7 separate regions of the Mus musculus genome follow, and regions 1, 3, 4, 5, 6 and 7 are each linked to region 2. A link is a contact called in public HiChIP or PLAC-seq and Micro-C data. All regions are on one chromosome and are shown on one strand. Each heading gives the region's core, a stretch centred on a gene start, on an enhancer-like site or on the middle of the called end of the contact. The rest is flanking DNA. Distances are from core to core; before and after follow the strand shown. Region 1 holds the start of 6030468B19Rik (RIKEN cDNA 6030468B19 gene). Region 2 holds the start of Septin9 (septin 9). Region 3 holds the start of Sphk1 (sphingosine kinase 1). Region 4 holds the start of Tmem235 (transmembrane protein 235). Region 5 holds the start of Prcd (photoreceptor disc component). Region 6 holds the start of Ube2o (ubiquitin-conjugating enzyme E2O). Region 7 holds the start of Afmid (arylformamidase).

Region 1 (3,215 bases), core at 387-2,886, 530 kb after region 2:
CTCTGCCCTCTGACTATGGAGCTACAGTTCAGACAGCTTCCTGATAGAACTCGGCCACTGTAGATCCTCCAAGAGTGGCAAGAGGGGCCCAGGCTAGAGTGGCCTTCCTAGAGAACAGGGCTGGACAGGGGCTGGAGTGCAGTGGCCAGTCAGGCTCTGTGGAGCATCTACACATGACACAGGCTGTGACCTGGCAGCAGGAGTCCTCTGCTGTGAAGACACTGTCAAAGCAGGCGTCTCCTGTGCAGTCACTGAGCCTGCCCAGAAAGCCACAGGCTAGTCTGCAGGCCTAGACTGGGGGGGGGGGGGTCACCCATGTGGGTGGGTAGCTATGGGTGGCCTCCCATGGGGTAGTATGATCCAGTGCCAGCTTACCTGCTTCTTCGGTTCTCTGCCCCTCGGTCCCTGTGGGTCTGGCCCTGGTGTAGCCTTAGGCTCGGAAAGAACGGCTCTGCTCAGACCACCCCAGTATTGGTCGCATGGTCCACTTCCCTTTGTCCAGGTAAGGCTGGATCTAGGTCCTTAAGGGACAACCTTGCCTTTCTCTGAACTCCTTTAAAGACAAGAGTAAGGCACTGCAATGGCTGAGTGGGAGAGGAGGGACTTTCAGATTCCTGCAGGCAGGTTAGCAGACACAGGTGGAGGGAAAGGGGATTCACCAAGCTTGGGAGGGAGAGAGAGCCACCAGCCATGTGAGATCTTGGGTGGAGTGGCCATTGGCCTCTTCCCTGACTGGGTTTGGGGAAATTAGAAATGTAACTAAACTGAGGGCAGATTTAGGGTGCTGAGCAAGGGGAAGGTAACTGGGCAACTGAGTTGAGGGCAGAATTAGAGGTGTTGATCTGAGTGAAGATAAGGACATGTTAGCCTCAGGAGGCTTAAAAGTATCCAACCATTGAGCTAAAAAGCATATTAAAAATAAACTACTGTGTATCTGTCAAAAAAAAAAAAAGAGTAAGGCACTGGGCTACACACTCTCAGGTGACAGAGTCTCATCCCACCTGAGGTCTAACTTGGAGACAGAATGCACCAGCTATAGCAGAAGGCGGAAGCACCCTGAAAGCCAGAGAGAGAGAGACTGTGGGAGGGTCTGAGCAGAATATCGATAGCTAGACAGGATCTAGCTGGGGACACCTGGGTCACAGCTGCATGCTTGTGGCAAGTGCCTTGGCTAAAAAGACGTTACTGATGGTGAGGACTCGGTGTGAGAGGATCCAGATGGATAACTGTGACCTCCACCCCTACAGGGCAGGGTGGGAGAGGAGGAGTTTGAGATGTGCGAGGAGGAGGGATCCACAGGGAGCAGCTGCATTGTTCACAGGGCCCAGGTCCTCCCAGGGGGCAAAATTCACCTGGTATGTGGTGTTCAGATGGATCTCAATATGATGTGAACCTCCCCTCCCTGCCTCTTAACAGGAATCTACTGATTCTCCAGGTTTCCTGGATAAGGAGAGCCCTTGTGTTAACATTAGCCCCACGCCAGTGCCCCAGGATAATCACACATCCCAAACTCAGTAGACACACGCGCTTATCCCCTCCTCCCCTGCAGGTAACAGGGGGAGAACACAGATATCCCTGGAACCAGCCCTGTAAGGTATTGGGGCCCCTGGAGAGCCACAACCTTCAAGTTATCTCCTAGCTGCAGGCAGCCACCCGAGGAGCATCCAGGGGCCTTGGGGTGGAGAGGCCAGACAGGAAGCTTTGGACAGCCTGAGCCATACACAGCCCCAACCTCACAGACGCATGGCGCTCCTTCAGCTGCTCCTCTTTGCCATGCTGGGTGAGTCTCCTGCAGACATCACGGGAAGGGCCTTGAGAGAGTAGGCTCAGGGAATGGAGTGTGAAGAGAGTCCAAGAGAGAAAGAGACCCAAAGGCGGAAGCACCCTGGAAGCCAGAGAGAGAGAGAGAGAGAGACACGGTGAGAGGGTCTGAGCAGGAGATTGACAGCAGACAGATGTGCTATGCTATGCAGATGTGACCTTGTTTAGGGTATCATCTGTCATTTGGATTCCACTGGTGTATGTAGTATGTGTGGTGTGTATGTGAGTATGGTGTAGTGTGTTCTGTATGTGTATGTATGTGTGTATGGTGTGATGTGTGTGTGGTATAGTGTGTTTGGGAGGGTGCCCATGCGCACGTGTGCATGTCCAGCACTCAGGAAGTAGAGACAGGAAGATCAGGATTCCAAGGTCACCCTCAGGTACGTATTGAGTTCAAAGCCAGCCTGGAGTATAGGGGAGACCCTGTGTTAAGTAAGATAAGATAAAAACTCCAGATCAGAGATGCTAACTGGTCCCAGGGGCCTCACTGTCAGATATCAGCCTGGGCAGGAAGCTGTCTGGACAGTCTCCCTCCTCTGCAGGGCTTCCTCTTACCCCTCCCCTCTCCTCTTTTACAGCTGCCTGTGGCTTCTCAGAGGAGCAGACAGAAGGTGAGTAGCCCCCACACTGGGGGGAGAAGGATCTAGCTGGGGACACCTGGGTCACAGCTGGGTGCTTGTGGCAAGTGCCTTGGCTAAAAAGACTGATGGTGAGGACTTGGTGTGAGAGGATCCAGATGGATAACTGTGACCTCCACCCCACAGGGCAGGGTGGGAGAGGAGGAGTTTGAGGTGTGTAAAGAGGAGGGATCCACAGGGAGCAGCTGCATTGTTCACAGGGCCCAGGTCCTCCCAGGGGGCAAAATTCACCTGTTCCATCAAGTCCCACAGCTCTGCCTAATAGGTGGGATGCAGAGAAGGCTGGGGAACTCTAGTGTGCACTTCTGGGACAGGAGGGGCTTGCTGAGGGAGCTGGAGACCTCAGGGAATCTAGAGATTAAGCCACTTTGCTCTGACAGCAGTTGAGAGTGAGTGTCCTCTGTCTGTCTGTCTGTCTGTCTGTCTGTCTGATCTATTTATCTATCTATACATATATACCTATGTATGTATAACTATATCATGCACACATACACATATATATGCACAGATAAACAGATAGATCCCTCCTGTGTTCCCTCTCTCTTTTCGGCTTCCTGTCCCTCCTTTCTTCTCCTTTCTCCTTCCCTCCCCCTTCCCCTCTCTCTTTTTCTCCCCAGTAGTCCCGGTACAGAGCCAGGAAGGAGAGGTTTCAGGGACAGGTCGCAGCCCTGGACCGCTCCATTCATGCCCTGCTCCATTTTCCTCTTTGCCTCTCACCTCCTTCCCCTAGATGGACCCCTTTCATGGTCCTCGCCA
Region 2 (3,029 bases), core at 489-2,988:
TGGAAGGGAAGCAGAGGGCTGGGTTGGTTGCTTGAGTAATGGACAAGGGTGTTCTGGCTGTGGAAGTCAGCACCCACTTCTATTGTCCCATGGAGTCCCCGGGGGCGGGGAGAACTCCTTGAAGCCTGCACCCTGGCTCTCCATTGGAACACTGTGGTGTGCTTGGCTCCTCTGCCTGGATACAGGCTGAGCAACAATGCGCTGTGTCTCTGCTAATCTGCACTTGCCCTGGGGAGAACAATCGCTCGGGTGTGTCTCTGTGTACCAGGTGCTTTTTATAAGAAACACCAATGAACAACGCCCACTCAGGTTGGACGCTGTCCCAGGGACCCGGCATCTTCCCAGGGCTTTGTGGTAAGGGCCTCAGCTTCTTAGATTGGATCCTGAAATCCCCCAAATGTGGGATAGGCAGGTGACCTGGTGATGGTCAGACTGCCAGGCAGGCTGAGACCCTGACAGAAGCCATCAGGGGTGCCCACTGCTCCTGAAGTAAGGCTTCCAGAAGGATGGGGGTGCGGGTGCATCTAAAATGGCCGTGGTTTTGCACTTTCCATGTCCAAAAGCTCACTTGGTTGAAAATAGTTTTTAAACCATCTGAGGCATGAGGGAGGGAGGGAGGGGCACATTTTCTGAAATAGGAAGGACTCTATTCCAGCAGCTTAAAAAAAAAAGTCTCACCAAACCTAGCCCAGGCTTCTCCTCTCCTCTGCAGCCTCACCAGCCTCTGCAGGTCTCAGCACTGTTCTTCCCTCACTGAGAATGGTGGAATAGGGAGAAAGCAGACCCAGACCCAGGACAGCTCAGGGACTCACACTGAGGACCAGGGGATGAGTCACTCGCCCACTCTGCAGGGACTTGTCCCCAGCTATGAATCCATGCAGCCCTGATTGAGCAGAGAGGTCCCAGGTCTAAGGTTGTGCCCAGCGGGCAGGAGACTTGGCTCATCCAGGAAGTGGTGAACACCGCCTCCCCCCACCCCCCCAATCCCTGGGGACCCTTCCTGGTAACTAGTGTTTGTTTTTTCTGTATAGCCCCGTGGTTTTCTCTGCTTGCCCGGTGGATGTCTGAAGTGTGAAGGCTACTTGGACAGAGAAAGTCTAGGCTGTGGGTACCCACTGATGTGGAAGGAGCCCAGGAGCAGCCTTCTTCCTTCCTTCTGATGTTAGGAACTATGGTTTCTCTCTTCTGGAGGGAAGGTCGTGGTCCACTCTCTGTACTCAGGAAGCCCATACAGTGGAAGGGGGGAGGGGCGTTGCAACGATTCTTCAGAAGGGCCGCCTCTCCCTGCCCTATCCCTTCCGTAGCACTTACCCAAAGGATGCAGCAGCGACCCCCGGGGGTGCAAGGGGGTAGCAGTCCTCGACGTGTGGATGCTGAGAACTCCCGGGACCCTCATCTCTGTAGTGAACCGTCTAGGGTCCTGCAGACCCACACTAGCCTAGCGCTACAGCTTAACCCTTGCAGGCCCCGTGCTTATATGCGAAGGAGGCACTCAGGAACTTTGGCTGCGTAAATAAAACCTCGGGCAGCAAGAGCACTGCGCCCAGGGAAGGGGAGGAATCTTGTCCCCCTCGGCGCCCGCCCGCTGCTGTGGCCCGGCCTCCACATCCTCTACATCCGCCCACATCTGGCCGCGGAGGGGCGTGAGGGGGAGGGGCCGAGGCCGTGTCTGTCGCGGTCCCCTGGGCACCCGCCAGGAAGGGAGAAGGGGGGGCAGCCCAGGTCGTGTGCCTGGGACTCTGCAGTCCCTGTAGAAGCAGCTCTGGTTCCATCCCCTCCAGGCCCAGTTTTGACAGGCGGGCGCAACAGCCAGTGCCGAGTCGCGGAGGCCGGCTGGGGTACGGGAACCTGATCCAGCCGGGAGGCGGGGGCGGGGCGGGGGCCCGGGTGCTTGGGGAGGGGCCGGCGCCCGCCTTCCTCCCCCATTCATTCAGCCGACCGTGGGGGCCGAGGGGCTCCGGCGGCCAGCTCTGCACCGGGAGCGGGAGCGCGCAGGGCCCGGTCTCCGCGGGACTCCCTGCGCACCAGCCACCATGTCCGACCCCGCGGTCAACGCACAGCTGGACGGGATCATTTCAGACTTTGAAGGTGGGTGCCCGACCCAGCGGTTGCTTGGCGAGCTGGGCAGGAACCTCCAGGCGGGCCTGAGACGGGACGGGATGAGCACGGGAGAGGCAAGACCCCGGTTTGCTCACCCTGGGGCTCTGCGCCCCAGACCCCGCATTGCCGAGTTGGAGAGCCCCATTAAGGGGGCCTGTAGATGATAGACCCTATAGTTGGGGGCCACGCGCCCCCTGGGGATCCCAGGTTCATGCTGCCTCTGGGGTGTTCGTCTTTTTATTGTTGTTTGTTTTTGCTCTGGGACTGTCGTCTCCTCGAGGGCGGGCTTGACTTCTTGGGAACAACCCCAGGAGCGCAATTCCACCCTGGAAACCAGTGGGTTTTCTTCTTTTGGTGCTCGCCCTCAGCTCTCACCAGCATGGGAGTTAGTTCCCCTCCTCGGATCCAGTGGGAGGCCGAATCCTCAGGGTGGACCTCCTCCCCTCCCCCACGCCAGCTCCGGGGTTGGGGCTGAGCCCAGTCCCGGGGCTGGCAAGGGCTGCCAAATTGATCGGCCCGCAGGCCCCATGCACCCGAGGGGATCCCGGCCCGGCGAGTCTCAGGGTCCAGGGTGGGATGTCCAATACCCCCGATCCAGGCCTGGGACACCTTTATCCATCAGAGAGAGAAGAGCCTTTTGGGAGAGAGGGGGCCTGTGCGCTCACACAAGGACAGCACTTTCGCCTCTTGTCCTGAGTTTACAAAGTGCAAAGATACTTGGGGGCCGTTTCCTCCAAGGGTGGGCCTTCCATCTCCGCCCTGGGCTTGCATGCGCGGGCTTTCCAGAGGCCTCGTGACTGCCACTGCCGGTGCCGTGGCCCCTCGTCCTGCGTCCCCCTCCGGAGTAAATAAAGCCAGTGGAAAGGGAGGCTTACACAATGGTGTCCCGCGCGCGTCTGGGGCTGGGTTTCCGAGGGGCGGGCCTGACT
Region 3 (3,329 bases), core at 812-3,311, 730 kb before region 2:
ATAAGTCAGAATTCCAGACTGGCCCAAGGCCAAAGCCAGTTGCACCTTGCTGACAGGCTGGCTAATGAGAGAGAGAGAGAGAGAGAGAGGGGGGGGGAGAGAGAGAGAGAGAGAGAGAGAGAGAGTACACGCTTGCATGCTTGTGTTTGTGCACTTGTGCTTGGAGCTAGCTACTGTTTCTCCTGGAGATTCTCAGACCCTGGGTTCCTGAAGTGGCTGTTGAGGGGAGCAATACACCAGCCTAGCTAACACAGAGTAAGCTCTGGTGGTACTTGGCCTCCCAGACTGGGGGAAGGGCTTGGGGTTTGTTATAAGCTTTGTTGGGAATTGGTTTGACAGCTCCCATAAGGCCCTTCACCTCCCAATCCTTCCAGAGACACAAAAGAAAACCAACATCTTGTTCTTGTCCATTCCCGGCTACAGGGCCAGGGGTGCTGTTTGCCGGTTTCTACAGATAGGATAAAGTTCTTTAGGAAAGGAAAGGGTCTAGAAAGCTGCATGGAATGGGGGAGGTGAACAAGAATGAAAGAGGCAGAGACCAGAGAGGTGAGGAGGCCAGAGGATGAGGCGGCAGCCGACACAGAGGAGCCATTGTGTCCACTGGAACCAGCGCCAGACTGGAACCCCCCTCCCACTGGGTCTCTTCTGAGCAGAAGGGGAACCGGCCCTGAGGCCCAAGTATAAAATGTCCTGCAGGCTGCTTCTGCTCTCTCCCACGGACTGAGTTTCCAGTCAACCTTGCTCCACGCTTGCCCTCAGAGTATGAGAAGTTCCAGCCCCAGGCCTCAAAGAAAAGCGAGACCCTGATCCAGGTCGGCATTTTGAGCGTAAATTTACACACAGCCCGATCTTTCCTTCCCCGTGCCTCAGTTTCTCCTCTTTAGTTGTTAATGACTTGCTTGTCGGGCTTGATAAACACTCCTTCCCAAACCGTGAGAGAGCAGAGGAGGGTGTTTCCTACAGTCTGGGCAGCCAGCCCCCCTCCAAGCTCAAAATCTCGGGGAGAATAGTTTCCTCCCTGAGTCTGCTAGATACCAACGCCAGATCTGGACCCTAGGTCTCTGGTAAGGGGAGGGGGCAGGGTAGACAAGGGAGCGAGTGGCAGAGAGCCTGGCTTCCCCGCAGAGCCCCCTCCTCCCACCGCGACTCGTGTCCCCGCAGCGCGTGACCACGGCACTGCGGCTGCAGAGCTGCAATCCTTCCTTGTCCGCGCTAGATTCCAGGGGTGTAAGGTGGGAAGCCGGGGATGGGGGTAGGTGCAGGACCAGATCTTGGTAGCCACGAGTCGCGGAACCGGGGGTGGGTGATGACGCCCTTGCTCCCTCCAAATCCTCATTTTTTTTTTTTTTTGGTTGGTTGGTTGTTTCCGGGAGTTTCTCCACCCGTGAGCGTGTCGCTGAGTCACCTTCTCGGAAGGCACTCGGGGCGTTCATGATCCGGTCAGGCTGTCCCGCGGCTGTACAGAGCCAAGGCATATATTGCAGTGACGCGTGCGGAACCGCAGGTCCAGCCTGTGCCCCTGGCCCTCCTGGGGACTCCTAAAATACTGAGAAACTCGGTCGGGGAACTCCAGGGTCCTCTGGGAGAGAAGCCACCTTCAAGGCGTGACCTAGTTCACTGCAATCCTTTCTTATCTGGGTTCGTTTTCCTCTTGGACTCGCCTCTTCTGGACTTTAAGAAGCGATGCGAAGATAGAGGTGGGTGGGGTCGCGCGGGGGCCGGTGTGGGCGCGCCAGTTCTCTGTAACCGGAGCTAAACCAATGCAGCTTCCTTGGGAGTTTGGTGTCTGTTTTTGGTGCTTGGTAGGATTTGGGAGCTTCTTTTTCCAAGTCTCCGCTAATAATCTTCCAAAAATTTAACTCCGGTTAGTCACGGACACCCTCAGGTCACTTGCCATGAAATATATCACTTACACAACTATGCGTCTTGTTTATCTCCACCGAAGCGCATACACCGGGGCACGTGTGCATTTTCACCCCGAGATCGCCCGAAGGGGTGGGGAGGTTGGGACCACGCCCCCATGCTAGCCTCTCCAATCCTGATGAGAGCCCCCATTGCCCTGTCCACACTGCTGGGTTCCTCCAGTCGGTGAGGATCGTGGATCCCGATCATCCGCGGCAGGCAGCATCTCAGGCCTTGATAGTGTTCCCTGGGGGGAAAGACTCCACCTTTGGAGGTTGCTGACGAGGTACTCTCATCTCGACTTCGTCCCCAAACCGGTTCAGCTTTCTCCTGAAAGGCGTGCCAGACTGCTTCGGGTTCGGCGTCTGAGTGAGCCAGCGGCTGCATCTGGAAGCTAAAAGTAAAGGCACCGCGGAGGAGCAGGGGAGGAAGAGAAGTTCGCGGGTGGCGGGTGACCCGACCCTGGCCCAGAGTCAGGACAGCACTAGGGTCTGGATGTGGAATTCAGGCTAGGTCTAAGCGACGCCAAAGAGGCGCTGCATCCCTACTGTGAACAGCAGTTTCGAGGTTCAGTAAGCGCAGACCCACGCGTACCCGAAGCCCGCTCGGATGCTGGGCGCCGGCATGTGGGCTGCGCCCTCGCTTTCGCGCTCCGCGGATGCGCTGCTTCAGGCCGGGCTCAGAACCCCACCTCTTGCGGACTTCCTAAGCTGTTCCTCCAGCACCGGGCGCACAATCGTATCCGGGGATCCTGCCCCTCATCTGCGCGTGGCCGAGCCCAGGCTGGCGGCGACTGTGTTCGGGGAGGTGCAGTGAGATCCCGGGCGGGTGGGGGACCAGAGCTGCGCGCAACTCTGGTTCCACCCCGAGAGCACAAGGAACGCGGGGCGTGGCCAGGCCGGCCCAGAGGCTCAGCGCCCTCCCCGGGCCGCCGTGAAATTGAGCAAAAAGTTTGAGACCGGAGGGGGGCGATCCCTTGGAGTCGGTGTCAGCCCAGTGCTTCAGTTGTCCCTCTGTCGCGGGTCTGAGTCGGAGAGGAGCTGCTTTCCGCCACTGGCCGCCCGTGGGACAGATTGGGTAGGGATCCCCTTTCCCCCGCGCGCGCCCTCCCGTAGTTGGCGGTGCCTTCGTGGGTCCGTGAAGGAGACGGCCCCACGCCTGCGCCTCAGTGCACACTCGCGCTCCGGCAGGGCAGACCATAGTTGTGGGTCCGCCCAGCACAGGCAGGCTTTTGCGGGACTTGGGCGCTGTTCTCACGAGTGCGGCACGCACCCCCACCCCCACCCTCTTGGAGACTCGGAGCTTCAGCGGCTTCGTAGTTCAGGCAGGGGACCGGGCGACTGCGCAGGTTGCGATGGGGTTCTTCGTCCCAGAGTACGCGCCTCTCAATGCCAGTTCTGGGAATTGTATGCAGTTGGATTCTCCAC
Region 4 (2,968 bases), core at 325-2,824, 590 kb after region 2:
CAGGAACCTTTACAAACCTGCTCAAGGACAGGGATTGGGGGGGGGGGGGCTCAGTGACTCAGTGAGAGAGGGATGGGGCCAGACCAGCCTGTCAATTCAGATTTCTATGCAAGAAGCCTTTGACTGAAAGCAAGACTGATTGTTGTCATGTTGACTGGGGTGGCTGCTAGGTGACCTCAAGTCTACGTGATTCATGATTACTCCTCAGCCGTAATCGGTTTGGGATAAGAGCCTCCCTTCTCCCTCTCCTCCTGCCTTGGGAGGGCTGCCTCTCTAAGCACCAGATCATAGGGCTACCACCTGCTTCCAGAGCAGGGGTGTCTGTGGGACAATGCCAGCGGAGAGGTTGTCACAGAGCAGATGTGGCTGGGGAGAGCTTGGTGTGCATGTGAAGGGAGCAGCTTGCAGCGTGCTGGAAGAATTCTGTGCTTGCATCAATTCTTGTTTCAATGGCTGAATTCCACTTGAAATATCGTTTTAATAACTTTGCTAAAATTGCTTTTATCTCTGAACCATATTCCTCAAGCCAAGAGCTTAGCAGAGAGAAAACATATATTATGGAGAGACCCAAATAATCCAAGAAAGGGGGTGGTTGACCTGAGTGTCAAAGCTCTGGTGTCCTAGAAAGACCACCTCTGGCCCTCCTCTTTGGGCTCTGTCCTCCCCAGGGGCGGTGATTTAGAGGTCCCCCCATTCTCCAAAATGTAACCCAGCTCACCTTGCTTCCCATTGCCTGATTCTTCCTGGGAGAGGCCTCTTCCCTGCTCCCTTGCCTCTCCTGCCATTAGCATCTGACTCCTGTCCTTGGGGGGCAGGGGTCTGTATGTGTGCTCTGAAAGTGAGTTAGAAAAAAAGCAATGCTTTTTTCTCCCTGCTGCAGGAAGCTTATTCCACTGGTCCTCGGGACTAATGGAAACCAGGACCCCACACTGAGATGTGTCACAACCCAAGTCTTCCCTAAATGTGCCCAGCTGGGTCTGTCTACCACCCTTCCCTCTCCACAAACCTCCGTTCTAGGAGCTATTGCTGCAGTGGTCCAGCTGCTGACTGCTCCTGCACATCTTGGGGGTGGGGCCATCTTAGACTCACCTCCGATCCTCTTCCCAAACATCACACAGCACTGTGCCTAGTTTGTGACATCATTGGAATTTGAGCCCAAATTTATTGTCTCCAGCTCTGCTACGACCTGAGATTCCCCCCTCTCTTCCCTTACTGCCTGGCCAGCACAGAAAAGTGATCCATTTCCTAGAAAACTTGACCACTCCTGCGGTGGCAGAAATGCAGTGGTCGCAGAAGCACCTATGACGTTGTCTCTCCCCCGCCCCTGCCTTCTATCTACCTCTGCTTCCAGCCAGCCTGCTCTGCAACACCCCTCCCATGCCCTCTCCTGCTGATGCTCCCTCCCCTCCCACCGCCTAAACCTTCACTAGCCTGCTTCATTTCTGTCCCGAACCCCGACTGTCCCCAGCCGACAGTTCTTGTCTTCACCTCCCTGCCACTCTGTGCAGCCAGTCCCTAGCTCCTCTTCCCACTCGGCCCTGCGTCCCGTGCGCTGCTGTCTGGCTCTAACTCACATGGCCCTGCTAGCCACCTTGCTCCTGAGCGCAGCCCTGGGCGCCTTACTCAGCTTCGCGCTGCTGGCAGCGGCTGTCGCCAGCGACTACTGGTACATCCTGGAGGTGGCGGACGCTGGCGGCCTCGGTGGCGTGCAGCTCTTCTCGCATTCCGGGCTCTGGCGCACCTGTGAAGGTGAGCTACACACAGAGACTCCTTGGTCCCACTCTCCTTCCACCTCCTTTATTCCTATCCCCCTAACCCCGTCCCTATCAGTTCCATTGCTGGGATGCGGAGGAGTGTGAGAAAGAAGGTCCCCGCTCAGGGACAGGCTGCTGCCATCGTGGCCATAGCTGGGAAGCAGAGGGGGCTGAAACCATGCTTCCTTACATTCTGAAGAGCTTCTCTCTAAGGCCTGGCTGGGAAGAGTAGGGGTGCCATTGAGAGATGACAGGTCAGGTGGGTGGGCCATGAACCTGCTCCTTGCTTCTGAGTAACTTGATTGCACCTCCTTAGCCTTTCTAGGACTAGGTGCCCCCATGGAGGTCAGAGGAAGAAGAGCACCGGTGGCTGGGTCCCAGTCACCAGGGCTCAGTCGCAGCTTCCTGCGCTTTCTGCTCTTCCACAGGGCTGTTGCCCAGGGACCACGGAAGTCCTGACTCCTTCCTAGAGGAGGGGCCATGGGGCCGAGGAGGGGCAGGAAGCATAGGTGTGGATGTCTAGGGCCCTTCAGCCAAGTGACCAGGGGCTGGTGTCTCCTATGTGAGGCTCCCCAGTGCCCCTCAAGCCCCCATTCTCACCAACCTCAGCCTGATGCTGCCCTTGCCAAAGGGTGTCAAGAATATGACAGTGGCTGTGTATGAACACATGGTACTGTGTGTGTGAGGAAATATAAGTTGTGTGACTATGAGAGGCAAAAATAAATATGATTGTGTGTATGAGTGTGTGTATGTGTGTGTGTGTGTGACTGCGCACAGCTGTGAGCAGACTTGTATGTGTAAGCAGATGCGTGATGGTTGCTTCCTCTGTGTGCTTGGGACGAATGATCAAACTGTTCATTTACCTGGCAAACCTCCTTATCTGTGTGTCCTCGGCATATGTGTAGATGTAGGTGTGTGTGTGTGTGTGTGTGTGTGTGTGTGTGCGCGCGCTCAGCATACGTGCATGTGTGGGTGCTTCCCTGTGTGCTCAGCAGTGTATGTAGGTGCTTATGAGTGTGTGGTCATGTGTAAGGACCAGAGAGCCCTGATAACACGAGTCAGGAATGCTCCAGGATGTGGCATCTCCTCTTTTGGTGACCCAATCTGGGCATTTCTGAATGTTTGAATTTTTACACTCACTTCCCAGTAGGTATGACCTTCTGTGACCCTTAACTAAATAAGAGGTCTAGTCTCTAGTCCCATTTGGAGCCATA
Region 5 (3,077 bases), core at 560-3,059, 610 kb before region 2:
GCCTCACAAAACTTGATGATCTGAAGAGTTCCGGCCCTAGGACCCACGGGGTGGAAGGAAGAGATTGACTCTTTTTTTTTTTTTTTTTTAAAGATTTATTTATTTATATGTAAGTACACTGTAGCTGTCTTCAGACACTCCAGAAGAGGGCGTCAGATCTTGTTACGGATGGTTGTGAGCCACCATGTGGTTGCTGGGATTTGAACTCCGGACCTTCAGAAGAGCAGTCGGGTGCTCTTACCCACTGTGCCATCTCACCAGCCCGAGATTGACTCTTACAAGCTGTCCTTTCTCACACACACACACACACACACACACACACACACACACACACACACACACACACTAATAACAAAAAAATTTTAAATTTAAAAAACACAGACTTGAAGGTTCAGTCACAGAGGGTTAACAAGAACCTTTATAGGCCCAGCAGGCTGCTCCCTGGAGCTCAGGGTTGGGGTGTCTGATGTTACTCCTGGCCAGGAGACATTACCTCCCACCTTGTTTAGGAAGGAAAACTGAAGGTCCTGGAGAGGTGATGGCCCAGGTGGGTTTAGGTCCCAGCATCACTCAGCCCTTGTCTCAGCCCTGTGTTGCTGACTCAAGCCCTACTGCCCAAGGCAGCTAGTTGCCCAGGAGGTCCAGGTGGGATGTGCAAAGAGTATTTCTATCGATTCTCAACTTCTCCTCTGACTGTTGTATCTCCATAACATAGGATTATATTGGTACAGTAGTCTAGTATATAATTGATAAGCTTATAATTTGTATCTAAATTACATAAGATTGTTATATAAGATAGAATTTATAGTTCTGTCTGTGTGCACACCTCGACTCTGCCTTTTACTGCAAAGGGAGTGTAATTAGGAAAGCTCAGAAGGTGCAGGGGAGGCCTGGTGCACGCGCACGCATGCACACACACACACACACACACACACACACACACGCACACACACACGCACACACACATGTGCACGCACACACTCTCACACACATGCACATACTCTCACACACACGCACACACGTGCTCGAGCACACACACACACACACTCACACACACACACACACACACACACACACACACACACACACGCTCTACTCTCTGGTCCTCCTGGTCCCATCATCCATCTCTTCTCCTCTCTGCCATTCTCTCCTGCCTTGGCTGCGACAGTGCAACTCCCCTGCCTCGCAGCCTCGGTCCCTGAAGACTGGCAAGCTTTCATGTCAGCAGCCCGGCAGAGTTGGCTGAGGGCCCGTCCTTCTCTGGCACCTGCACGTTCAGACACCTCCTGTGATAGCTCACTCTTTCTCTCCCGTATGGGAGACTGAACTTAGGGCCTTGGAACCCCAGGCAAGTACTCTGCTACAGAGTTATCGCCTCAGAGCTCTTTGAGACACTCTCATTAGGTTTCCCAGGCTGGCCTCAGAGCTCTCTGGAGCTCAGCCAGGCTTTGAACTTGAGGTGCTCCTCCCCTCCCCAGTGGCTTACAGGTCTTTGTCACCGGGCCAAGGCCCCAGATCCTCTTTGAAGCTATCCTTGATGCTTCTAAGTCCTCAAGTGCTCTGCAGGTACATTTAACAGTGTATGGAAGTAGCTCACTTAGCTCGATTGCACTACGTGCCTTGATGCCAAAGCCCGGATAGTAGTGAATGTTCTGGGTAGAACATTCTGGAGGGGCACTCAGGGTTACCTGGCATGCCTTGAAGGAGGCTGACTTACTCTGCCACTAGAGGGGAGATCTTGGGCCTGGTGAGTTTAATCTCTCTTCACAAGGTCAGGTCTGCCCACTCCACTAATCAGCTTGAACGTCCTAATCCCTTCCCAGGAACTTCAGGAAACACAGCGGTGGCTTGGGAGAGGTAGGCTGGCCATTGTGGCTCCCCGGCCCTGTGGCCTTCTTCAGCGGAGTTGGTCGTCGGTGGGGATGGGGCAGCTGAGCCATGTGCACCACCCTCTTCCTGTTCAGCTTGGCCATGCTGTGGCGCCGTAGATTTACCAACCGAGTGGAACCGTGAGAAACTGATGGGGCTGTGGATTGGGGTCGTGGGTGGGAGGGACCACCAGGGAGAGTTACAGACAAGCTGGTCTGGAAAGGAATTCAAAGGACACCCTGGAGGGGTCCCTCTTGGAGCTAGTGGTGTGGGTTGGAGCAGCCAGTGCTGTGCTGCTGGACTGTGGTAAAGGGGTGGGGCAGGGGCTGAGCACTGCCTACAGGTTCTCTTGCCTGCTCTTCCCTTCCAGAGAGCCCAGCAGAGTGGACGGGACAGTCGTGGGCAGCGGCTCAGACACAGACCTTCAATCTACCGGCAGGTGAAAGAGAGTCAGGAGTGGGGAAAGTAGTGCTAAGGAAACTATTGGTGTGTGCGCCTGTGTTTGTGTGCGCATGCGCGCACAGGCACTCAAATACCGAGTTCTAGCCCTAGCCCTAGCCCTCACCAGTCACTCCTTGTGTAGTGGGCAGGTTAGGTGGCAGAGGGAGTCCTTGCTCCTCTTTTCTGAACCAATGCTGTGTGGCTTTGCTTCTGTGATGTGAGTGTGGGGCAGTCCCCAGGAGGACCTTCTGTTGGAGGAGCAGGGAGCAGAGGGAGGAGGCAGGAGCCACTCTGGGTCGATTTGCTGCTCTCTTGTCCTTGGCCCTCCTCCTCCTCCTTCCTCTGCCACGGACGGGCTCTGCAGCTCCGTTGCCTGAACCTCCAGCAGGATTCGCTGTCCAGTCCCCAATAGAAGGCGCAGGAGGTGCATGACGTCATCGACACTAAGTGTCATTGGCTGGGCTGCCCCTGCGGGCAGGACGCTGTCTCCAATGGCCTGAAAGTTAACTCTTCCTTAGGTTGCAGCCATGTGGCCTTTGGGGAGGCAAAGTTGTGCATTCTTCCTGACTTTTCCTTCCCTGGTTTTCCAGAGTCTCCACGCCCGTCAAGACACTACAAAAGTGTCAATTTAGTACCTATGTGTAAGGTTATGTCCCGTGGACTCCCTAGCATGGGCAGGATCCCAAGATCAACTCTCACTTTTAGTGAAAACAAAGGGCAAAAAAGATCTCCCGGGCCTTCAGGATTTGGGGCCCACAGGAGGAGGG
Region 6 (2,946 bases), core at 215-2,714, 680 kb before region 2:
TGGCAAGGTTTACTCTCAAAATAAAGTAGAATGGTTTAGGACGTAGCTCTACGTCAAAGTGCTGGAGGTTTAGCATCAAGTTCCTGGGTTCAACCCTCAGCACTGCAAAAAACAGTGACTTAACAGCCTTCCCCCAAAGCAGATCTCTCACTTCCAGGGACCTGATTCATGCTTAGAAATGTTTCCTGATGGGGAGGGGCAGGACAGGAGGAGCTGTGAGGTAAAGATATGTGAGAGACAGATACAAAACCACACACTCAGGAAAACAAGCCTGCAAACCAATCTTGGCTTAGGTTTATGATGTCAGTCCGCTCTTGTAGAACTGCTCCATTCACAAGCCTCTTTCCCGAACAGTGGGAGAATGTGGTATTTGCTTAAGAGCCCCAGGTTAAAACCAAAAGAACGAAAAAACAAGATGCAGCTTTTCCCATTGGTCCCTCTCTCTTCTGTCCACGATTTCATAGGCCACCCCACCCCAAGAAGTCCTAGACACCCAGTCGCAGCTGCCACCATCTCCCTCAGTACTATTAATATCATGGCCCTGGACTGGTTCATCATTTCCCTCATAAAGTTCTCCGAGGCAATTCAAAGGATGCAGAGGGGTTACAACAAAAAAGACGTGGGGCCGCTGCCCCACCATGCATTCCGTCAGCATCTGCTCAACTTCTTGGGTTTTCACCTCTATCTTTGTTTTGGAATACCCACAGCCAAGCCCTCCCCGGCACGGCCTTCCCTTCGGAAAGCACAATGCAGCACGGACCTCCTTTAGCGGTGGGGGTTGTAAGCAAAAAACGCCGCACTAGTGTAACGCCGAACGCGCCTCAGCGCCCGAGGAGGTCCCCACGGGCATCCGTGCGCGTCCATCACCCCGAGGCCAACACCACAGCCGAGCATCGCTCGCAAGGCCCCTCCCCTCGCCCGGAGCAGCCCTGCCGGCGTGCGCGCCCAGGCCGGTGTGATGACGGTGCACCGGGCGACGAGGCGGCGTTCCCCTCCCCGAGCCCTGCCGACCGCCCCGGCCCGCCTCACCTTGGTCTCCTTCACATGCTGCTTGACGCCCTCCGGGTACCACTGGACGCGCACGTAGCCGCGCCGCAGAGGGCTGGCCCGGCCCTCCTCGTGGCCCGCGCCCCCGGCCTCGGAGCAGCCCGAGCTGCCGCGGCCGTCATCGTCGCCCTCCGAGTCCGAGTCCTCGCCGTGGATGAGGCGTACCAGCCCGAAGTGCACCGAGCCGCGGTAACGGCCGGACACCAGGTCGTGGGAGAACAGCAGGCGCTGTGAGCCTGCTTCGGGGCCGGAGTCGGAGGACGGCCCTGAGGCCGAGTCCGTAGCGGGCGCGGGCGGCGGGGCGGCGGCGGCGGGGGCTGCGGCCGGGGTCGGGGCGGCGGCGGCCTGGGCCTGGGCGGGTGCGGGCGCTGCGGGATCCGCCATAACTGCTCTGCGCGAGTCTCGGGCGGCGGCAGCAGCGACAGCGGCGGCGGTAGCGGCGGCGGCAGCCTAAGGCGCGGGGAGGCGGGGCCGGCGGCGCGGGGGCGGGGCCGAGCGCGCTGACGTAGGCCTGCGTGCCGCCGTCGTTAGGGCGCCGGGATGCTGTTGCTAGGAGCCGCCGCCCGGTCGCTAGGGGACGCTGAAGATGCTTGGGGCGGGGGTGGAAGGACTGCCGCGGGGCGTGGCAGGGCTGCAGGAACGAAGATGGATTAGGGGCCTGAGGAAGGGTACTGGTCTACCGGAGTTGAGGGGCGGGGACTGCACGCAAAACTGACTGTAATTTCTTAAAAAAAAATTATGCCCGGGTCTGACGTGGTGGCCACGCCTTTAACCCCCAGCTCTCAGGAGGCAGAGGCAAGCCCATCTCTGTTTTAGGCCAGCCTGGTCTCAAAGCAAGTCCAGGTTACACAGAGAAACCCTGCCTCGAAAAAGCCAAACAAGCCAAGCAGTGGTGGCGCACGCCTTTAATCCCAGCACTGGGGAAGCAGAGGCAGATGGACTTCTGAGTTCTAGGCCAGCCTGGTCTACAGAGTGAGTCCAGGACAGCCAGGGCTACACAGAGAAACCCTGTCTCGAAAAGTAAAAACAAACAAAAGAATAAAAAAGCCAAACAAAAATTTTTTAAATGCGGTTTAGTTATGACACATGCTTTTAATCCCAGCACTTGGAAGGCAGAGGCAGGAGGATATCTGTGAATTCGAGGCCAGCCATGACTTACAAAGTGAGTCTTGCAAGGCAGTGGCACACACCTTTAATCTCAGCACTTGGGAGGCAGGCGGGTTTCTGAGTTCGAGGCCAGCCTGGTCTACAGAGTGAGTTCCAGGACAGCCAGGACTAAACAGAAAAACCCTGTCTCAAAAACAAAAACAAAAAACAAAAACAAAAACAAAACCCAAAGTGACAGGGGAGGGTATAGGGGGCTTTGGGGATAGCATTTGAAATGTAAATGAAGAAAATATCTAATAAAAAATGCCTTTAAAAAAACCAAACAAAGTGAGTTTCAGGACAGCCAGGGCTACAAAATAAAACCAAAATAAATAAATAAAATTAATTGAAATTTAAAATTTTATATATATATATATATATATATATTAGAAAACCCCTGTCTTGAAAAATCAAAAAAAGGTGGGGGGGGGAGAAAGAGAGAAAGAAAGAAAGAAAGAAAGAAAGAAAGAAAGAAAGAAAGAAAGAAAGAAAGAAAAGAAAAGAAGAAAAGAAAAGAAAAGAAAAGAAAAGAAAAGAAAAGAAAAGAAAAGAAAAGAAAAGAAAAAAGAGGCAGAGTCTTACTATGCAGCCCTGACTGGCCTGGACTCTCAGAAATCCACCTATCTATGTAAACTCACACTGTAAACCAGGCTGGTTTCAAACACAGAGATCTGCCAGTGTCTGCCTCCCTAGTGAGTACTACAGGTATGTGCCCTCACTCCTAGTCAGTCAAGTTTAGCAAGCACCCTTGGC
Region 7 (3,078 bases), core at 410-2,909, 560 kb after region 2:
TCCACTTCCTGCTCCGCTTCAGAAACCTGCTCTACCCCAGGCTGCTCACCCTTGGCCCAGCTCCAGCAACCCCGAGAGGCACAAATTACTTTCTTGAACTCCTACCTACCCTTGGGCTCAGAGGGAAATGTCCAGTGGAAGGGCTGATAGATAGACAATTCAGAATGATGACGGCTACCTAATGGCAGAGAGCCAACTAAAGAGGGGGGGAAATATCTCTGGAGTCAAGAGGGCTGCAGCCTCTACCCAAGTGGGACCCAGGTTCTCCCAGCCTCCGTGGGTACAATGGACACTTGGGGACAGGTTATTCTAAGTAAGTTTTGAGCACTTATTCATATCCACTAGAGGCTAGCAGCAGTGTGCCCCGAGGCTTAGGGGTTTCCGAAGGGCAGGCTCAGGGGTAGGACTGACCGATCATGTGTGGAGAAGCTGTTGCTATAGCGCGTGTCTTTGGCATACTTGATGACCAGGCACTTGTACTGGGCGATCTGGAAGCGCCGGACTCTTCTCATCAGCTCTGTGCTGCAAGAATTAACCAGAGCACATGAGGCCCGAGCAAAAGGCGGGCTGCCACTACCACCTAGCGTCGGGCAGCCGGAACTGCAGCCGTTCACCCCATGCTGTTCTGAACAAAATTCAATTTTCATGAATGAACTTCAAAGTCTTTGACAGAATCACCAGAGAGCTTGCTTCTGGATCCCAGATCATGAGTTTGGCCCTCACCCTCGGGGCAAGGGACAAATTGAGGTGACACCAGACCATTCAGAAATAATGAGGTGCCTGGTATGGTGATGCACCCCAGCAGAGGCAAGCGGATCTCTGAGTTGGGCCACAAATAAAGACGCTGAGTTAAAAAAAAAAAAACAAAAACTAACCCCAAGATAAAGCAAAGAAAACCCAAGTAGTGTGTGTTTGTTATTCTGGGTGGGACTCCCAGAGTTTAGACCCTCACCTCAGAGTTAATTGGGCTCCAAGGCTTTAGGAGAGCTCGCATGGGGAATGAATGAGGAAACTGTCAGAGAAGGTGCCTAACTCCCAGGGGACACATGAGAGTTCGGTGGGCTCCTGGGTAATGTGGGCTGGGGTCTTCAATTGTACCCCCATGTGGTCCGCCTCAGCAAAGATAGGGTTCCCCAAGAGAAAAGGCTTGGGCAGGAGGATGGCAGCAATCCAGGAAATCGAATTTTGGGCGGGAATGTACACACAGAGGTCGAGCGCGTTTGCCGCCTAGTCAGAGGCTCCTGGGAAGATGGGGGAGGGGGGAGAGGAGAGCCAGGGCCTGCAGAGAGAGAGGCTGCAGAGAGAGAGGGAGGCCCACCGCCCCGAAGGCCCATTCATTACCTTTTCCCTGAGAACATGGGCCCGAGAATCACCTAGAAGAGAAGTCATTTAAGGGGTCTCCCCCTTGTACACCCCGCACCAGCCACCACCCGACCCCACTCCAGACCCCGCACCTGAATCTGCCCCCGAGTCTTGCTGGGGGAGCTGGGCAGCACGGTGGGCAGATTGATGTAGCTCATGGCTGCTGTGCAAACCTTAGTTAGCACCGAGAGTCCGTGGGTGGAAAAATTTCGACTTACTGCTCGCATTTGCCCGCGAACTCAAAAGGGGGCGGGACGAAGACAAGACTCGTCCCACCTCTCAGCTACGTGAAAAGCCTGGAGCTCGACCATCCCCTCCGGATCTGGCCATGGCGTTTCCTTCCCTTTCTGCGGGCCAGAATCCCTGGAGGAACTTGTCTTCGGAGGTAGGTGTGGTGCAGCCGCCCAGAGCCGGGACTGGAATTTTAGGATGCCCACAAGCCAAATTTCCAAGCGTTGAGCGCCAGATTTCTTCATTTTTCTCGTCATAGAGCAGGTTTAGCTTGTTAGCCTGGTTTTAAAGACAGCGAAAACTCAAGTTCCAGCAGGAACTAAGGGGCTTAGGGTTTGGACCTTACTCTGAGGTTGTGCAGTGTGATTCTGTGTTTCTGTAACTACAGTCTGGAAGGTGCCAAGGCTGGGGGTCCTTGCTGTGAGTCGCAAAGTAAGGCAGGCACCTTCAGGGACAGACTGTATTGAGCGGCTTCAGAATTCCCATGCTAAAACTCCTATGGCTCACACCGAGCATGCCCAGAAACCTTCTCACTCAGGAATTTGTTTGGTTACTCTGTCTGCCATTGGTTGCGGCAAGGGTTACCAAAGGCATACACAAAGCAGGACAACACATTTTGGCGCTTGCTGTAGTTAATTACCATTCCACTAGGATTTCTTGACTGGTTAGCTTGTATTAAACAGGCTTCTTTGTTTTGGTCACAGACAGACATCACTTAGAATCTGTTGAAAGTTAGGAACATGTGTCCTCGGGGGTGGCTCAAGCATTCAATTCCAGGCAGAGGCAGGCAGGTGACTTAAGTTCAAGGCCAGCCGGGTCTACAGAGTGAGTTCCAGGTCAGCCAGGACTACACAAAAAATAAACTTTAAAATACAATCAATCATAAATCCTAATAGTAAAAATGAAGGCAGAGGGCTAGAGAAATGGCTCGGCTGTTGAGCATCCACAGCTCCTCCGGAGGCGCAGAGTTGAGGATTTCCAACACCCACATCAAGACAGCTCACAGCGTCCAGCTCCAGAAGGGACTGCAGGCACACACATTTAAAGAGGAAATAAAAAGACTTTTGGCACATGTCAGTAATCTCAGCACTTGATCCTCGAGGCAGCTACACAGTTACAAGAGATGAGAAAACAAAAAGACGACAAAAAAAAAAAAGATGATGCCTAGCCAGGCCCCTAGCATCCAGCAGGTACCAACCGGAACGAGAAGGGTCTATAGCATGTAAGACGAACATTCAACAGGAAGAGGCAGAGGCAGCTGTGTTTGAGCAAGGGGCTTACATTGTTTCTCTTACACACCTCCCTTCCAACCCTGTGGGCGTCTAGCACCCCCATTATATCAACGAGAAGAGCAAGGCTAGAGACAGCTGGAGAGAGCCAAAGGTGCCCAGCCCCAGGCCTCAGTGTGAAGACGCACTCACTGTCTTCAGGATTCCTGTGTTGGCTTAGGAACCTGTGTCCTCCTGGCTTTCTGTGTTAAGTGTG

The links. Hi-C and Micro-C count contacts between places; a contact is called where the count stands out from the background. HiChIP or PLAC-seq counts read pairs in DNA pulled down with a chosen protein or histone mark.
Region 1: a contact with region 2 is called in an H3K4me3 HiChIP or PLAC-seq map of embryonic forebrain, with 4 times the contacts expected there. The contact joins the promoter of 6030468B19Rik here to the promoter of Septin9 in region 2. A contact is called at or near these places in 3 of 39 promoter capture datasets (cranial neural crest, maxillary cranial neural crest and second pharyngeal arch cranial neural crest), 1 of 15 datasets of contacts at CTCF or cohesin (large pre-B cells), 1 of 484 Hi-C or Micro-C datasets (embryonic stem cells), 11 of 115 datasets of contacts at active chromatin or transcription factors (the SCID.adh cell line, bone marrow-derived dendritic cells, craniofacial prominence and 8 more) and 1 of 9 other capture datasets (embryonic stem cells).
Region 3: a contact with region 2 is called in an H3K4me3 HiChIP or PLAC-seq map of embryonic stem cells, with 7 read pairs. The contact joins the promoter of Sphk1 here to the promoter of Septin9 in region 2. A contact is called at or near these places in 2 of 115 datasets of contacts at active chromatin or transcription factors (embryonic stem cells and pancreatic cancer cells).
Region 4: an H3K4me3 HiChIP or PLAC-seq map of embryonic stem cells shows a contact between it and region 2, with 3 times the contacts expected there. The contact joins the promoter of Tmem235 here to the promoter of Septin9 in region 2. A contact is called at or near these places in 1 of 39 promoter capture datasets (embryonic stem cells) and 5 of 115 datasets of contacts at active chromatin or transcription factors (embryonic forebrain, embryonic midbrain, embryonic stem cells and 2 more).
Region 5: a Micro-C map of embryonic stem cells shows a contact between it and region 2, with 1.7 times the contacts expected there. The contact joins the promoter of Prcd here to the promoter of Septin9 in region 2. A contact is called at or near these places in 1 of 484 Hi-C or Micro-C datasets (embryonic stem cells) and 1 of 115 datasets of contacts at active chromatin or transcription factors (pancreatic cancer cells).
Region 6: a contact with region 2 is called in an H3K27ac HiChIP or PLAC-seq map of extraembryonic endoderm stem cells, with 3 times the contacts expected there. The contact joins the promoter of Ube2o here to the promoter of Septin9 in region 2. A contact is called at or near these places in 2 of 115 datasets of contacts at active chromatin or transcription factors (extraembryonic endoderm stem cells and pancreatic cancer cells) and 1 of 9 other capture datasets (embryonic stem cells).
Region 7: a FOXA1 HiChIP or PLAC-seq map of pancreatic cancer cells shows a contact between it and region 2. The contact joins the promoter of Afmid here to the promoter of Septin9 in region 2. A contact is called at or near these places in 3 of 39 promoter capture datasets (cranial neural crest, embryonic stem cells and second pharyngeal arch cranial neural crest), 1 of 15 datasets of contacts at CTCF or cohesin (large pre-B cells), 3 of 484 Hi-C or Micro-C datasets (embryonic stem cells and uterus), 15 of 115 datasets of contacts at active chromatin or transcription factors (the NIH/3T3 cell line, craniofacial prominence, differentiating embryonic stem cells and 12 more) and 4 of 9 other capture datasets (adipose tissue, embryonic stem cells, liver and 1 more).

What each region holds. Positions count from the first base shown.
Region 1 is chr11:117,796,024-117,799,238 of GRCm38.p6, forward strand. 6030468B19Rik (RIKEN cDNA 6030468B19 gene) reads left to right here and starts at 1,637. Exons shown (of 6, transcript NM_029964.1): 1 at 1,637-1,780; 2 at 2,400-2,432. The coding sequence starts at 1,744.
Region 2 is chr11:117,264,508-117,267,536 of GRCm38.p6, forward strand. Septin9 (septin 9) reads left to right here and starts at 1,739. Exons shown (of 11, transcript NM_001113487.1): 1 at 1,739-2,088. The coding sequence starts at 2,034. Gm39478 (a long non-coding RNA gene) reads right to left here and starts at 1,677. Exons shown (of 3, transcript XR_880325.3): 1 at 1,312-1,677.
Region 3 is chr11:116,530,390-116,533,718 of GRCm38.p6, forward strand. Sphk1 (sphingosine kinase 1) reads left to right here and starts at 2,062. Exons shown (of 6, transcript NM_025367.7): 1 at 2,062-2,979.
Region 4 is chr11:117,859,178-117,862,145 of GRCm38.p6, forward strand. Tmem235 (transmembrane protein 235) reads left to right here and starts at 1,575. Exons shown (of 4, transcript NM_001085535.1): 1 at 1,575-1,749. The coding sequence starts at 1,575.
Region 5 is chr11:116,655,299-116,658,375 of GRCm38.p6, forward strand. Prcd (photoreceptor disc component) reads left to right here and starts at 1,810. Exons shown (of 5, transcript NM_001163318.1): 1 at 1,810-2,009; 2 at 2,240-2,308. The coding sequence starts at 1,939.
Region 6 is chr11:116,579,983-116,582,928 of GRCm38.p6, forward strand. It overlaps Ube2o (ubiquitin-conjugating enzyme E2O), which reads right to left and starts at 1,465. Exons shown (of 18, transcript NM_173755.3): 1 at 1,030-1,465. The coding sequence starts at 1,431.
Region 7 is chr11:117,824,260-117,827,337 of GRCm38.p6, forward strand. It overlaps Afmid (arylformamidase), which reads left to right and starts at 1,660. Exons shown (of 11, transcript NM_027827.3): 1 at 1,660-1,747. The coding sequence starts at 1,691. Tk1 (thymidine kinase 1) reads right to left here and starts at 1,755. Exons shown (of 7, transcript NM_009387.2): 1 at 1,455-1,755; 2 at 1,342-1,373; 3 at 412-522. The coding sequence starts at 1,520.